3 separate regions of the Rattus norvegicus genome follow, and regions 2 and 3 are each linked to region 1. A link is a contact called in public Hi-C data. All regions are on one chromosome and are shown on one strand. Each heading gives the region's core, a stretch centred on a gene start, on an enhancer-like site or on the middle of the called end of the contact. The rest is flanking DNA. Distances are from core to core; before and after follow the strand shown.

Region 1 (2,955 bases), core at 260-2,759:
CCTAGTTGCTGATGTCTGACTTCCCGTGTTCTCGTTGTTGCTACTCTTGTTGCTTTGGGTTTTTGTTTTGCTTCTCGAATGTTGTTGTTTTCCAGGAAAGCTGTCGTTTATCGTGAGAACAGGAGCAGCCATGTGTTGATTTTTCTGGATTCCTTTTGGCTACTGTCCCAGTGCTAATGAAGGCCCTTCCAAAGTGCTAACGAGCTGGTGCCAAAATCAGTTACGCCGAAAACAATGGAGCCGCATAGCATGCAGACAGCGTGTATACCCGCATTTGCACACACGTGCGCATGCACACACAGATTTAAAATAGTATGTTCGTGTGCAACTTCCTGTGTGCAAATCAGACATAGCCATGCACGCCAACATGATGTGCACGTTGGAACTTCACAAAGGAGAATGGGAAGGTTCCTTTTATGAAACGACTAATATTTGGTTGCAGAAATCATTCCTAGCTCAAAGGAGGAGCAAAGTTTCTAGATTTTTCTGGGCACGAATTTTCTAGCTGGGAAACTAGAAATGTACGCTCATTAACGTAAACAATGTAAGGTGTAATGTCCGCGTGGCTATGGATTTTATTTTACTGAAAGGAAGATCCTGCTCTAAGAAGCACCCGGGCACTGCTTAGTTTAGAATTGGCCCCCCTGGCTGATTTTAGTAAAGTCACCAGCACTGATCTTTGAGCCCTTTTAAGGTGGTATTTTGTGGCTGGGGCTCTCTCTGGTTTCCATGGGTTTTCCTTGAGCCTTTCTCTCAGTGTGTAATTATTCTCGCCTCAATTTGTTTACACAGCTTGGAGATGGGGACAGAGTTCTCTGGCGACTGTGCAACTGCAGCAATCAGCGTAAAGAGAAGCATTTAGATGCTATAAAACCTAACAGCCCGGCATGCACCATTACATAGCAGTTACCGAAATTTAGTAAATTAAATTAAATAATTTTAAATAAATTGATTTCAGGGATTTAAAAACTCATCTCTGTGGAATCTAGTTGTCAGTTTTTTTTATTTTTATTATTGTTCATCAAGTACAATTTATGTTTTTTAATGAATCAAAATCCCTCTTCCGCCACCTAGTCCAAAGTAGCTCTCGGTACCCTCGATTGAGTCGGTAGCTTCGTGCGCCATCTTCCGGCGGCGTCTAGTACCACGGCCGCGAGGCATCACTCCGCGAGGAGTTGGGGGAGTCGCGGCGACAGCCAGGGTGGCCACGTCTCACCGTCTCTGCAAAAATTCACGGTTAGGACGATGCTCGAAGCGAATGCGTAAACTGCTCCCGTGGGCTTTGTCATTGTGGGTCACCCTGAAGCACGGGGACAGCCCAGAGAGACTTTGGCTGTGGGGGCTGAAGGTTTGTTTTCTGTCAGTGGACGCCTGCCCTCCCTCTCCTTCATTAACGCCTGGATGAGATTGACCTGCTGTTTGCCCGACATCGCCACGAAGCCAGCGGTCCCTCCGCACCCACAGCCTTTCTCTGCTCCAGCACAGCTCGGTTCCAAGGGGCCGCTGCATGTTCAGACGCACAGCCCAGATAAAGACCTGTGGGGTTTTAAATATTTTATTTCCTTTTCTGAAACGATCAAAGTCATGCGTGATTGGGATAATGACGAGCCGCGCCTTGTTTTTAAGGCTATTTTTTTTTACATGTATGGTTAATCTGACGATAGTTTAACAAATAAAAAACCATCAGATGATACTGATAGGGATTGAAGGAGAGGGAAATCCTTTCCTTAGCAGCACTGAAGCAGCTTGACGTATCTCGTTTCGGTAAAGTGCCACCTACGTCTTTCCCCACGTACTCTGGGTTGTAATCCAGCGCACCCACGTACAATGGCTAATAATCCAAACCTCCGGGAAAGGAATCCTCCCCCCTCTAGTTGGACCTCTCTTCTAGCTTCTAGGCAGAAGGCAGAGTGGGGAACTGAGCGCCTGAGTGCTTTCCGGGTTAACAACTGGCTTGTCCCCTCCCCCACTACAACGCTTCAGCGCAGCAACAGATGGTGTTGGTTTTTTTTTTTTTTTCCCTTCTGAGTTTAAGATGGTTCATTTTGTGCCTTCTCGGGAGAAAGATGAAGATTAACTCCACTCCATCGTGAGCAAGAGCAAAGGAAAAAATGTGATATCTTCTAAGAAAAACAAAAACAAAAACAAAAGACCCTTTATCTCGCCCATGTGTGGTCAGTGCCCTCTTTGTCGTCTTCAAGTGGGAGTTTCTTCTCTCTTACACTTTATTCCCTTTCCCGCCATGTACCTCTGCTTCCTTCCTTCCTAGGCATGTACTTTCCGTGTCTGTACAGACAAGAAGGGTAAGGAAAAGTTGTCTGATAATGTATAATTCTGTGCATGTTACGGATCTCTGGAGAGTTTGAAGGCTGTTTTACTCTTTCAAGCAAATGATAAAACAAAGCATCGGCGTCAGGAACAGGGCTGGAGAGGCGGCTTGGCGGGAAAAGGCACTTTTCCCAAGCAGACAACCTCCGTTTGATTCCAGACTAGCACATGGTGGAAAGAAAGAACAGACTCCCCAAAACTGTTCTCTGACCTTCCTCCACACCTGCGTCATGATACTCAAGCGCTTTCACCACACCCCCAGACCCGAGGGAGAGAACGATTTGGACTCACACATTAAATAAATAACATTTAATAACATCTAATAGAGAACAGAAATCACACAAAGGCAAATTCAAGAAAATAGGATTAACGTGGTGGCCTAGGCCTACAAACCCAGATATTGAAAAACCGAGGCAGGAGGTAGGCTATGCGTTTAAAGTCCATCTGAACTAAAGAATGAGACCTCTTCCTCTCTCAGGAAGCAAGCACGAAAACAATCAAAACAAAAACAAAAAAACAAAAACAAACCAAGCAATCCAATACAAGCTGGCCTGGTAACACATGTCTGCCAGTAATGCTAGAGTTTGGAACGTTGGTTTTAGAGTGAGTTCACTGTTCAGCTGATCT
Region 2 (2,955 bases), core at 286-2,785, 420 kb before region 1:
TGAATTGATATCTACTTAGGATTTGGAGTCATGATTTTGTTATTTATTTCTAACATGGTTCAATTGATCATCCATTGCCACATTAGTTAACAGTCATCTGTCTGAAAGCCTGGTCCATGGCACCATGGCAGGTGCTTATGTCGCTTGGTGTTTGCTCAGATTCCAGTAGAGGATCACTATGAAATGGGGTTAGGATGAATGGCCTGTGCATTCACTCTAACAATGAGAATAATATAAATTCCCTCAGTTGCAAAGAAGACCTGCATTTCTTCACATGGACTCATTCTTTGGGGTTAATATCCTAGCGTGTAAATGTATGGCCCATGGACTTCTGCAGTGCACGCTCTTCTGTTATGAGAGAAGGCAATTCCCAGGGTTGGGGATTTAGCTCAGTGGTAGAGCGCTTGCCTAGCAAGCGAAAGGCCCTGGGTTCGGTCCCCCACTCTGAAAAAAAAGAAAAAAAGGGGGGGGGGCTGGAGAGATGGCTCAGCCGTTAAAGGCTAGGCTCACAACCAAATATATAAGAGAGAAGGCGATTCCCAACTCACAAATGTCTCATTAGAGCAAAGCACAGCTTTCAGAAGGCCAAATAAATACATATAGCTAACAGCTGGCCTAGCTTTCTCTAATGTTATTTTGAGCCCAACTTGGTCTACACGATTAGGACCAAGTGTGACATTTTAGATGATAGTAAATGTCCGCTAGTTGTCATTTTGACCTAAATTCCCCTCTCTGTGTTTATCCTTATTTCAAAATATTTAAGTAAATAGAATATGTTATTTACTTTCACATAAGCATTTCTGTTACTTTGTATTAAAGACATCTAAGAGATGCTCTTGGCTAGTACCAACATGAGGCTGTCAGCAGTTTGCCTTCGCTTTCCAAAAAGCACTCGATTTTTAAAATTTGGAATAGCGTGGCTTTAAATCTTACCTTTAGACTTTCATGGCAACACTTCTTGAGTTAATTTAAAGGTGACACCATTCGGAGACTAATACCCTATAAATTGAACAGTAATTGGCCCTCTGGTTAAAGGGCACGTGTGCTGTTTCTGGCTGGTTTCGTGCGGTAGCTAACTGCCTTGCCGTGCCTTCTGCAGCTCTGATGGCTGTCAGAAGCCAGCAGGCCGTGCTGTTTATTTGGCCTGATGCCAGGCCTGACTCCTTGATTCCTCAAGAAGTTGCTACCAGCCCAGAGGGGGCAGAACCAATGAGCCATAGGGCATGCTTTTTATTAAAGAGGAGTCAAAAGAGCGAGAAGAAACCACATCAGCCACTGTCAATAGTGTGCTATTGCCAGAAGCCCCAAGGCTCCTACTGCTACAGAGTAACTGCCAAGCACCATAAATCTGAGATTTACTGTGACGCAAAGTTTCCTTAAGAGCTTAATTTCTGGAGCTACTGTATTACTTTTCTCAAAGTGTTGTATTTTTAGGTAAAATCCACTTGAGGGAGTGAGGGTTAAGACACAAGTGTGAATTTGACGAATGAAAGAACCACTCTGTGTGTGGGTTCTTGGCAACCTGCCACGTCTTTGGGGATCACAGAAATTATTGATGACACAGAACACTTATGTCCCTCAGCCTGCACAGCTGATTCAACATGGAACAGAAGTGCTGTCTAAAAGAAAGATTTTACATCCGCTAGAGCAGTGAAGGCTTTGGGTAGTTTTATTCTTTAATAATCGCTCCATGTACTAATTGTTACAAGTAATCTCCTCACTATGGAGCCCTGACAAGCAGCATTATCTGATTTCTGCTGACCAGTTCCCTAGCAAACTCTTTCCAAAACATTCCCTCTGTGTTGTTTTTAAAGAAGAAACCACCTCGTTTCAAAAGTCTACTCAAAATATGTTTTACTGTTGGTTGGCACAATTAAGTCACTAAGAATTACATGAATGTAAAAAAGAGTAATCTAGTTGGTCTGCTGCCTGCTCAGGCCCACTTCTGTTTACCGTCCTGTCTTCTCCTTCAGGCAAACGGCATCAAAATTGGCCCTCAGCATGCTGCTACCAATGCATCTCACGGAGGCAACCAAGGAGGGCAGCAGGCAGGGGGAGGCTGCTGCTGAGTCTGCTGTTGCCGGCTAGCTGCCCAGTGGAGCCACGCACTCTGTCACCCTCTCTCCTCATGCTCAGCTGAGACATGAAACTATTGAAATGGCTTTGTGTCACAGGAGACTTTAATCCTTCAGATTCTTGTATAACTTTGAATAAATGGTTAATGTTCACTTAAAAAGACAGATTTTGGAGATTGTATTCATATCTATTTGCATTTGATTTCTAGGTCAATTGATGTGATTATTTTTGTTAAATGTTGTCTTGTGCCCTTAACTACGAGCTGAATTGTATTAAAACACTACAAAGTCATGGTGAGTATTTTAAATCAGTTTGTGTAGTTAGGTCTCCCGACACCCGTGGTTACCTAATGTTTAATATTATAGGACTGTCCTCAAAAGGTTTGTCAACTTTCAAGGATGTAAGGAAAAGCAGAACTCTTTGAATTCTGTATTTATCATTTGCTTTCTGTATATATAGTTTAATAACCTGCTTGGGTGTGATTTGCCAAGCTTGAACTCTAATGCATTTGCATAAATTCTACCACTGTTCGGAGCTTAAAGCTACAGAAGCATTGTTAGGAATTGCTTGGACACTGACTTTTAAACTTTTTGACATCGTTAACGAGCATGTTCATCTTTTCTTGTCACTAGTCCAAGAAACTGCGCTTCCTGTGTACTACTAAGGCTGTGTGTGTTAACCTGTGTTAATGCCAAAAGTTTGCTCTTTGTCCACAGTTTCTTGAGACCACTTCATAAAAGGATTTGTTTGCCTTAATGAGTGCTGTTGGGTAAAACACGGTGTAATGAGTGGGAAGGGCAGACACAAACTCCAACACTACGCAACTCCCTAGAGCGAGGACCACGGAGAGGGCACGCCATGCCACTTAACCTTCCCTTA
Region 3 (2,955 bases), core at 301-2,800, 350 kb before region 1:
CTGATTAGTGAGGACCCCCCCCCCCAAGTATCTGTAATAGCCTTACTTTGAGGGATATAAACTTATTGTAAATGGAAGGCTTAAATTAGAATTGTGATTTTTGGTTTATGATTCTGGAGCTATAAAAAGCAGATTTCATAATTTTCAGTTTTTAATGTCAGATTTTTTCCCCTTGTGGTGTTGACATGTTTTCTGCTGATTATCTGTAAACTATTTGATGACTATGTTTCTTTTAAAAATCCAATTTATGGTGAAAAAAAGTCAGAAGCAATGTACTTAAATAAGCATCAGATTGTAAAATAATAAAAAAGAATAAAATTATTGCTATTAGGAAATAAATGTCTAACCGGTTTAGTTGCAGTACAAATGAAACAGTTTTGGCAAATCACTTGTCCAAATAAAAACAGTGTGATTCTAGGCTCAGTAGCAGCACGGGCATCATCAGTGGGTGAGATTGGCATGGTTGATTTTTTTTTCTACGATTTTTGAGTTCAATATCACTTACACAGCTGTCATAGTCGGCTGTATAACCTCCTTCCTTATTTATAAATGAGTGCAGTCTTTAACCTAATAAAACCATGTTGGAGTTTACAATTGTTGGCCGTTTATAAATGATATTCGCTTCGTGTTTTGCACACAAAAGATGCGCAGGAAATGTTTAAATATCTATTACGCAAGAGGAAAATTAATTTTTAAAAATGTCTTCAAGGTTAATATTCATATTGCACTGGAAAGAGAAATGGGCAAGAAGGTCGGATACTCAAACTGGAAGATCATATTTAGTGCCACATTGGCGAGGGAATGATGAAAACACTCCAGTTCTGACACGTTTAAAAATGGGCACACATTCTATTTCTTTGTTTCATAACCACTGCGCTATCCCTTCGTTTTTTGGCACGCTCACATATTCAACCAAAATCAATGCCATCTAGTTAAACTTTTTGATTTAGTGGAAGATCGCGCGGTCCTATCACCGAGGACGTCGGCAAAAGCAAAGTGGTGAGGCAGGAATGGATCTATTTGAAAGGAAAGGCGTCCATCCTAGGTATTTCTTGTGGGAAAATCATCTCAAGTTGAAGGATAATTACAGGAGACACCCAAACACCCCCAGCCTCCTCGGTCCGCACGGCGCTGGACACCCCTCGCGGTGGCCGGGGGTCACTACGGGCTCCGGGCCTCGGCTTCCTGTCCCAGGGCGGCGCACCGCGGCTCCGGGAAGGTGCTGCGCGGAAACGTGGCACCCTCTGGACCCGCGCGGGAGCGCTTGCAGCAGGCTGCCCGAGAGGCTGCGGCGGCCGCGCACCGGGACCGACACCCGCCCGCTGCGCCGGCGCCCGGCAGGACGGGAAGGGGCGGCCGTCCGCGCCGCGCCGCCCCCTTCTCTCGGCCTCTCCGCGGCCTCCGCCACCCCGGCCGAATTCTTGCATAAATTATGCCAGGCGCGCCTGACGTCAGGTGGCGGCGCGCGGGCGCGGGCGCGCCGCGGAGGGAGCCGGCCGCGGGCGCGCGCGGTCCCGGAGGCTCGTGCGCGCGGCGTGCAGGGCGCGCGCAGGCGCTGGCGTGCTGGGGCCGCGGCGGCGGCGGCGGCGGCGGCGGCGGCAGCGGTGGCGGCGGCGGCGGCGGCGCGGGGGTTGAGCCGTGGTGGTGCGGACGCGCTCGTGCTCGGGAACTATCGGATTAAACTTGAATCGAGTGGAATTACACAAAGGAGCTCCGCGGAGGAGGCGGCCCGGGGACCCGGAGACCCCGCAACTCGCCAGAGCCCCGTCCGCGCGCGGCTAACTCCGCGTCCGTGGATCAGCCCCCGGCCGCGGCCGCCGAGCCAACTCCGGAGCCGCTCTGCGTTTTGTTCCCCACGGCGCGCGGCGGCGGACTAACCCGAGCGAACGAGCGAGCCGGTGAGCGCAGACTTCCCCGGCGCCCCCGGGAGGGGCGGCGGCAGGAAACCGCGCCGGCCCGGGCCGCGGCCGCGCGGAGTTGCGAGCGGGGAGTTGGGCGTGTGCGGGGCGCGGGGAGAGGTGCGCGGGGGCCGCGGTCGGCAGGAGCGTAGCGCCGCCCGCCCGGTCGCCCGTGTTGCTGCCGGCGGGGCCCGAACCCGCGGCCCGAGCGCCGCCCGGCGCCCCAACTTTTGCCTGCGTCCGCGGGGCCGGCGGCGGCGGGGGCGCGCGGGGCGGCCGAGGGTCACTTCCTCGCATGTAAATGGCTTTTTGTTGTGCTGCCGGCGTCGGGGGGGACGGGGACAGGAGGGAGCGTGTCTGCGCGCTGGGGAGCGCGAGCGCGTTTCCTCCCGCCGGCACCGAGCACGAGTTGCCGGCTGCGTTCGAGAGAAAAGGGAAGGAGGAAAAAGTTGGGCTCCAACTCCGGCGCGAGCGGCGGCGGGCGCGCGGGCGCGGGGCGCTGAGCGCGGGGCTCGGGGACGGCGGCGCCCCCCGCCTCGCCCCCGCCCCCCGCTCCGGCCCGACCACGCCGCGCTCGCCGGGAGCGGCGGCCGCACCGGCGCGAACAAAGTGCGTCCCTGCGGGCGCGGCGGCGCCAGCCCGCGCGGGGACAGCCACGGGCGAGGTGGGTCGGCGGCAGGGAAAGTGCGCGGGGCGCCGCGTGGGGCGGGGGCGGGGGTGGCGCGAACACGCGGCGCGGGGGGCGTCCCGAGCCCAGCCGGTGGCGGCGGCGACCGCAGAGTTCCGAGCCCGCAGCTAGGGGTTCCTGGGGATCCCCGGCAGCTCCCAAGTGCGCGAGGACGAGAAGAAAGGGAGCCGGGCCGGGGCGAGCGCGGGCGGGCGACCGGGGGACCCCACCTTGCCGAGCTGGCCGGGCCGCCGGCGGCGGCATAATAGCGACTTTAATCCGCGATCCCAACTCGCGTCCCCGTTCCCCTCCCCCCAGCCTGTCGGGGGTCCGGGCGGGGGCGGGGGTCGCCAGGTGGCCCCGGAGCGGCGGGGTTACGCGGTGCCCCCG

The links. Hi-C and Micro-C count contacts between places; a contact is called where the count stands out from the background.
Region 2: a contact with region 1 is called in a Hi-C map of frontal cortex, with 4 times the contacts expected there. The contact joins the enhancer-like site here to the promoter of Lnc056 in region 1. A contact is called at or near these places in 5 of 12 Hi-C or Micro-C datasets (frontal cortex, hepatocytes, liver and 2 more).
Region 3: a Hi-C map of hepatocytes shows a contact between it and region 1, with 2.1 times the contacts expected there. The contact joins the promoter of Chd7 here to the promoter of Lnc056 in region 1. A contact is called at or near these places in 9 of 12 Hi-C or Micro-C datasets (the A7r5 cell line, Schwann cells, frontal cortex and 5 more) and 1 of 1 datasets of contacts at active chromatin or transcription factors (oligodendrocytes).

The regions. Positions count from the first base shown.
Region 1 is chr5:26,958,988-26,961,942 of GRCr8, forward strand. Lnc056 (long non-coding RNA 056) reads right to left here and starts at 1,510. Exons shown (of 2, transcript NR_126574.1): 1 at 1,413-1,510; 2 at 1,067-1,221.
Region 2 is chr5:26,534,171-26,537,125 of GRCr8, forward strand. Rab2a (RAB2A, member RAS oncogene family) reads left to right here. Exons shown (of 8, transcript NM_031718.2): 8 at 1,974-2,955. The coding sequence ends at 2,069. Among named protein-coding and RNA genes, the nearest start is that of Rab2a, 62 kb to the left of the region's middle. Within about 2 kb of position 1,536, at least 37 of the 93 cell types and tissues checked have an H3K27ac peak or open chromatin away from gene starts, as enhancers often do.
Region 3 is chr5:26,607,857-26,610,811 of GRCr8, forward strand. It overlaps Chd7 (chromodomain helicase DNA binding protein 7), which reads left to right and starts at 1,551. Exons shown (of 38, transcript NM_001107906.3): 1 at 1,551-1,898.